2 separate regions of the Mus musculus genome follow, and region 2 is linked to region 1. Evidence: chromatin contacts called from public Hi-C data. All regions are on one chromosome and are shown on one strand. The core of a region is the stretch at or near the end of the contact, and the rest is flanking DNA. Distances in the headings are between cores, read along the strand shown.

The links. Hi-C and Micro-C count contacts between places; a contact is called where the count stands out from the background.
Region 2: a Hi-C map of embryonic stem cells shows a contact between it and region 1, with 3 times the contacts expected there. The contact joins the promoter of Selenov here to the enhancer-like site in region 1. A contact is called at or near these places in 1 of 484 Hi-C or Micro-C datasets (embryonic stem cells) and 3 of 9 other capture datasets (adipose tissue, liver and pancreatic islet).

What each region holds. Positions count from the first base shown.
Region 1 is chr7:28,486,263-28,489,869 of GRCm38.p6, reverse strand. No RefSeq gene overlaps it. Among named protein-coding and RNA genes, the nearest start is that of Ifnl2, 22 kb to the left of the region's middle. Within about 2 kb of position 1,684, at least 43 of the 459 cell types and tissues checked have an H3K27ac peak or open chromatin away from gene starts, as enhancers often do. A contact at or near this core is called in embryonic stem cells, where this site is marked.
Region 2 is chr7:28,289,157-28,292,763 of GRCm38.p6, reverse strand. Selenov (selenoprotein V) reads left to right here and starts at 1,578. Exons shown (of 6, transcript NM_175033.4): 1 at 1,578-2,441. The coding sequence starts at 1,687.

The sequences.
Region 1 (3,607 bases), core at 435-2,934:
GTGGGTAAGGGCACCCGACTGCTCTTCTGAAGGTCAGGAGTTCAAATCCCAGCAACCACATGGTGGCTCACAACCATCCGTAACGAGATCTGACTCCCTCTTCTGGAGTGTCTGAGGACAGCTACAGTGTACTTACATATAATAAAATAAATAAATAAATCTTAAAAAAAAAAATCACCCATTTCTACATTAAAAAAAAAAAAAAAAAGAAAACCCACACATTTGCCCTCCACAGGGATAACCTGTTGCACTCTGATGACACCCATTTTTCCTCTTGGAAGTCCAGGGCCCTGGCATCTGGGAAGTAGTTCTGCAGTCCTGTGACCTCAACTCAACCAATGTGAAGGAGTTCTGTAGAGTCATGTGACCTCAGGGCACTCAATCACACACATCACAACAGATCAGGTTGTGTGTGTGTGTGGGGGGGGGGTGTCTCTGCAGTGATGCTGAACCTCTGTAATCCCAGAGATTAAGAGGGTGAAGCAGGAGGATCAGGCGTTCTATGATACCCAAGGAAAAACCCTGTCTCAAACAAACTCTAAGCAGGGCATGGTGGGAGTGCCTGAATTACCCGGCAAGCATTTGGAAATTGGAGGCAGGAATACTAGGAGTTCAAGGTCCTCCTCAGCTACATGGTGGATTTGAGGCTAGTCTAGGCTATATGAGATCCTAACTCAGAATGCCAGTGTGTGTGTGTGTGTGTGTGTGTGTCTGTCTGTCTGTCTGTCTGTCTATGTATGTACCTGTGTGTCTGTGTGGTGTGGATCTGTGTTTGTGTGTATGTAGGAGCTGTAAGGATGGCTTGCTGTTTACACTGACATTTCAACACAGACAGCACTGTATCGGGTTATCTTGAGGAGTCTGCATAATCATAGGCATAAAATGCTTATAGAGGCTGAAGATTTGGCTGAAGTGGATAGAGTGCTTGCTTAGCATGCAGGAAGCCCTAGGTTTGAGGGGGTGAAGTGGCTCATGCCTGCAATTCCAGCACTCTAGAAGTGGAGGTCCAAGGATCGAGAGTTTAAGGTCACCCTTGAGTGCATAGAGAGTTCAAGGCCAGCCTGTATAAAAGTGGGGGGGGGGGCAGGGGAGCCTGTTAGTGTCATAGGCCGTTAATCCTAACCTTCAGACAAAGGCAGGAGGATCTCTGTGAGTTCCAGGCCAGCTTGAGAGTTCCAGCCTGTGAGACCCTGTCTCAAAAAAAAGAAAAAGAAAAAGAAAAAAGAAAAAAAAAAAGCCTAAGGGGGCGGGTAATAAAAAGAAAACGGCTTCTGGAACATTTCATGGAGCATAGTGACTCTCATTATTTATTACGGGGTGTGGCACAAGTCATCCAAACCCATCATCTTTCTTCTGGCACCCCCCCAAAACTCCTACATGTGTCCCCTAAGATTCCAAGAAAGGCCTCCTCCGTGCCCCAATTTCTTTAAAAACATCTCCCTCCTTGCTGTGTGCCTTCGCCATCGCTAGAATTCGGGGTGAGTCAGGGCAACTTCCTCTCCTCCCACCATCCTCTAGGTTCTGAGGATTTTCCAGTCAGGATTCCAAGCTCCTGGGTTTCTCTTTGCGACCAAGTCTTCTGTCCGTCATCCTCTGGCCCCACCCACCAGGTATCTCTCCACCCCGCCTCCTCCCCTCCTCACCCTGCCCTGCAATTACATCAGCAGAATAGTCTCGGGCAGTTCCCTGGGGAACTCTTAGACTAAGAACACCTGGGCGACGTCCCAGAGCCGTGACTGGTGCAGCCGCCTTCCTCCATCGCCAAGTCCAAACTCTCCAGAAACCCGGAATGGGCTGGAGGCATGCCTGGAGCACGGACTGGGGGACCGGACCCCAGAACTACTGACTCTGGAGCTCATCAGAGAGTATGCATGTGGGACAAGATCCCAGGCGACCCAGGCAGTGAGAATCGCTGCACCGCGGAGAGGGAATGGTTAAAACTCACGTTACTGTTCAGGAAGGATGAACCTGGGCCATTTGCTGGAAAAATGGATGCGACTGGAAAGTCTCCTGTCAAACGAAATACACCAGACTCACAAAGGCAAATATCACGATTTTCCTCTCCTGTGCAGGATCTACATTTAGCAGTGTACGTAGGAAAGCCATAAAAGCATAATTATTTGGAATAGAAAAGAGAAAAGTGGGGAGTCCTGAAGGGAGGGGAGCAAAGAAAGTCATAAACACCTGTGACTGTAGCTCCAAGAGAGTAACGCCCTCTCTGGCTGCTCTGAACACCTACATACATGTTCAAAGACAACCACACAGACACACGCATACACATAGCTAAAAATAAAAAGTAAGAGGATGGAGAGATGGCTCAGCAGTTAAGGACACTTCCTGCTCTTCCAGGGGATCTAAGTTCAGTGTTCAGCACCCACAGGACAGTGCCCACAGTAACTCCAGTTCCGGATGTCACAGGTCTTCTGACCTCCCAGGGCACGGCACACATGTAGCACACAGACACACATGCAGGTAAAACACCCACCTGCGTAAAATAAAAATAAATAAATCCTTTTTACAAGTTAAAAAGAACGTCTTAAAAAAAAGTAATAAGAGAAGCCAAGGGGTGGTGGCACATGCCTTTAATCCCAGCATTTGGGAGGCAGAGGCAAGTGGATCTCTGAGTTCGAGACCAGAGTCTGATCTACAGAGTAAGTTCCAGGACAGCCAGGGCTACACACAGAAACCCCATCTCAAAAAAAAATAATAATAATAGGAAAAAATGATACACATAATGATGTAATAATAAAACCCATTATTCTATATACTAACTAAAAAGAGTTCCTAAAGGAAAAATCCTTCCTCCCCCAAAAGGTCATGCACAGACCAACAGCATCATTTGGTGAGAGTCAGGAAAGTCTCTTGTTGGGCACAGTGGCATGAATCTGCAGCCCCAGCCACTCAGGAAGTGGGGCAGGAAGATTGCTTGAGCTCAGGAGTTTGATGACAGCCTAGGGAACATAGCCTGTCTCAAAGTAAAATACAGGAAAAGGAAAGGGGCTGGGGAGATGGCTCAGTGAGTAAGAGCACTGGCTTCTCTTCCAGAGGACTCATGCTCAATTCCCAGCACCCACATGGTAGCTCACAACTGTTGATAACTCCAGTTCCAGAGGATCCCCGGTACTAGGTATGCACAAGGTACACATATATGTGCATGTAGGCAAAATATTCATACATGTAAAATAAATCCTTTTTAGAAAGAAAAGAAGGAAGGGAGGGAGGCAGGGAAGAAGGAAGGAAGAGAGGGAGGAAGGAAGAAAGGAAGGAAAGAAAGAAGGAGGGAAGGAAGGAAAGAAGGAAGGAAGGAAGGAAGGAAGGAAGGAAGGAAGGAAGGAAGGAAGAGAAAAGCCAGCAACTGATACCAAGCCTGACAATCTAAGTTCAAATCTGGGAACCCACATTGTAGAAAGAGAGAACTGACTACCATAGTTTTCTGATCTCTGTGCCTGCTCCTGCTCCTGCCCCTGCACTTACTTGCTCTCTCTCTCTCTCTCTCTCTCAAACACACACACACACACACACACACACAATCTTTGAAAGACAGGGAACAGCAGGCAGTGGTGACACACACCTTTAATCCCAGAACTTGGGAGGCAGAGGCAGGAGG
Region 2 (3,607 bases), core at 329-2,828, 200 kb after region 1:
CACAGGTAATTAGATTAAAATATAATTAAAATTAGCCAAGAGATTCTGGCACGATGGCACATGCCTTTAACCCCAGCTCTTGGGAGGCAGGAGCAGTGGTTGTCTGTGAGTTCAAGACAAGCCTTGTCAGAGCGAGTTTCAGGATAGTCAAGGATCCATAATGGGACCCTGTCTCAGAAAGGGGGGGAAAAAAGGCTGAGGCAGGAGGATTGTAAGTTTAAGGCTAGCCTAAGCTATATAGCTGTGTGTCTTTCTCAAAGATAACAGAAAGCAAAACAAAACAAAAAATACGTTTAAAACCCAGCCAACTAGAGAAGGGGATGTGCCAGGGTCCAGGTCAATTCCTAGTCCAAACATCTGTGTGTTCTTCCTGTGGAAGCACCCACTGCACTGACGTCTGGCAACACAGCACGTTAATGGTCACGAAATGTACATTGCATTCTGGGGCCTAGAGTCTTCATGAGGTCTTGGTCAGGCAGATAAAGTTAATAGCCCTCCTGGGGCAGAACTGACACAATGTGGCCCCAGGCTGTCATCACTATCCACGTTATTGTGGATTGGCTGGTCTATGTATGCCCCACCCCCCTTCCAGAAGGATATTCCCTGGCTTAGAAATACTGCCCCAAAGCCACAGGCAGAGGCTGACATCTCTTGAGACATCAACAGGGTTATGTGCATCCTGAGGGTTTTTTTTTGGGGGGGGGGGTGTTGGTTGGTTTTGTTTTTTTTTTTTTGTTTTGTTTTTGTTTTTTTTTTTTTACTTGAGAGTGATTTTAAACTTTTGATCCACTTGCCTCCTGAGTGCTGGAGCTACAATCCTGAGTCAACATAACTGGTTTGTGTGGCACGGGGGACTTGGACCCAGGGCTTTGTGAATGCTATGAAAACTCTATTAACTGAGCCACAACCCCTGTTAAGTCATCCTTCTGTGAGCCTCAGAATGAAGTCTAGTCGGCCTTACATGGTCACTGTCCCTGGCTCCAATCCTTGTCACCTCTGCCTTTTGCCTATACTCCACTTCTCAAACTTGTCCCCTTTCCTGGTGCCAGCTTCCACTTTATCTCCCTAACTCGGGTTCCACAGGATTGGTTGATCCAGGTCTTGTTCTAGGAGCTGGGGATACAGCATGAAGAAGACAGAGTCTCACTTTGACCACTCCCCGGGAGTAAATTGGATTATTTGTGTGGGTTGTCGCTATTTTTCTCCGGACCTCGTATCCTGCAGAGAGGTGCCTCCTTTCTGAATTATATGGGTGCTGGTATTCTCCACTGCACTGACGGTTTTAGGCTGTCACTCTCATACTGGGTGTGACCTCCTATCATGGGCAGGAAGCAAGGAGGGCAGAGATGCATTGTCCCCGGAATCCCCAGCGCTAGGAGGGCGCTTAATGAACTCAACCAGCTAAACGCATGAGTGTCAGGGTGGCAATGGGAAGCTCTAGGCAGAGTTGGCTCCTGCTGGGTGGGGATAGGGACAGGGGCGGTGTCTATTCGGTGAGATCTGAAGACAGCAGCGCCTCCCTGGCGCAGAGCTTGGAATCTCCGCCTGACTGGAACCCGGTGTAACAGTGCCTGCTCGTGGTTGCTTCGGTTTTTAGAATCCTCGGGTGCGAAAGCTCTCCTCGCTCAAGGAAGCAGGGCGAGGCGGGACGCTTAGCCTGGGGTACCCGGGTCTCACCTGGTCCCCATGAATAACAAGGCGCGGGTCCCCGCTCCCTCCTCAGTCCGGGCAAACACCCCGGCCCGGACACCCGCTCCCATCCGAACCGCGACCCCAGTCAGGGCCCCGAACCCAGCGCACAACTCGACTCCAGTCCGAACTTCCATCCGGGTCCGGGCTCCTGCCCAAGTCCCTAACCCTGTTCCAATCCGGTTCCCAACTCCAGCCCCAGTCCCTGCCCCAACCCTAACCCCAGCCCCAACTCCAGCTCCAGTCCGGCATGCAGCACCGGTGCGGACTCCAGCACCAGTCCGGGCCCCGAATCTAGGTCGGGTCTTTCCTAAGATCTCTCCAGGCAGGTTCTTCCCGAGCTTGGCCTCGCCCACGGCACAGCCCCTTTCTTCCAGGGCTGCTAGCGCTCTCTTGAAGGATCCCACACTCGCTCAAAATCAGAAACCCTCGATCCACAGCCTAGCGGAGGCCATCCAGGGGCCCCTTCCAGTGCTCACTCCCTCGTCCTCCAAGACACAAGGCTCCATACCGGACACCGCCTCTCCCATAGACTCCTTGGCTTCTACTGCCATGGCCTCCAGTACATTGGGCCCCATTCCGGGCCCCAACCCTACACTAGAGTTCTTGGCCTCCCCGCTGAAGGAAACCCCTGGTCTGGGTAAGCTCTCCACGATTTCCCCAGCACCCAGCTTCGGTTCCACTAAGGAGATCCCATCCACCAGCGAGGACGTCCCAACGCCCAACAGAATCTTGATCCGTGTGATGTACTGGTGAGGGGCTCCCCCTACCCGCGAAAGAACGGGAGCCGAGCCGGCAGATGCTGGAGCTCTGGGCGTGTGTGTGTGTGTGTGTGTGTGTGTGTGTGTGTGTGTGTGTGTGTGCAGGCCCAGGTGGGCGCGCTAGGTAGGGAGGCAGATCCACAGAGTTCTGACCACCACTTGTCTGTCCCTTTGAGATCGGTTTCCCACCCTGGCTTCTTTCATTCACTCCCACGAACCCCTGTGATTTCTGTCTTTGATCTTTCCTCACTCATTTGCATGTTTATTGACTTAAGGCTTTATTCACGCCTCTCTTCCTTCAAACGTTTGTATGAGTAACATGACTGCTGTCATTCGCTTTTATTCATTCATTGATGGGCGTTTCCCACCTGGCAGTCAGAATCATTCGTTTAGCTGCTTGATTCCTGTCTCTTAACTTCATGCATGCATTCACTCTTATTCATACATTCATTCATTCTATTGGTAGAAGCGAGAAGCTTCATCCACCTTCATCCATTCAACATTTACATGATGGATGGGTCTAAACTGTATTCTCATTCATTCATTCATTCATTCATCCATCCATGCATTCACGGTTGATTCTTATGACTGGGAATCCGTTCCCATTCTTTGCTGCGCTTCACTCTGAGGGCCCTGAGCACTTCCCTAGCAGGCCAGGCCATGCACACCCCATGCCAGCCTGCAGAACTGTGAGCAGAGAGGTACTTCCTGAGGAAGGAGGAGAGGCTGTCCACCTCAGAGCTGAGCTGGGTGGTCGGGATGGTCTCACTCCATGGTGACCCTTGAGCGGCCACTTCTCAGAGAAGAGGAAGGAGGCTGCTGAATGAAGGGGAGTGGGTGGGGGAGGGGACGGGGGATGGAGTGGGGCAGCTGGTGAATGAGCACAGAGGCTCTGGAGCTGAGTGCAGCTCTCAGATGCTGCCTCAGGCTCATGCAGTGACCTGGGTGGAGTAGCACAGGTCAGGACTGTGCCCTTATTGCCTCTGTTGCTCTGGAAGACTCCAGGCCCTTGTCTCACACGTTTCCTCCATCCTCTGCCCGACCAGGCAACTTCCCTCTGCTTCCCCTGCCACACCGTGTCTGTTTCTCCTCTTCCCAAGCTTGGCTCCCTCTTGCTACCTCCTTCCTCTCCCCATTCTTCTTTCTTCTCTCTTCTC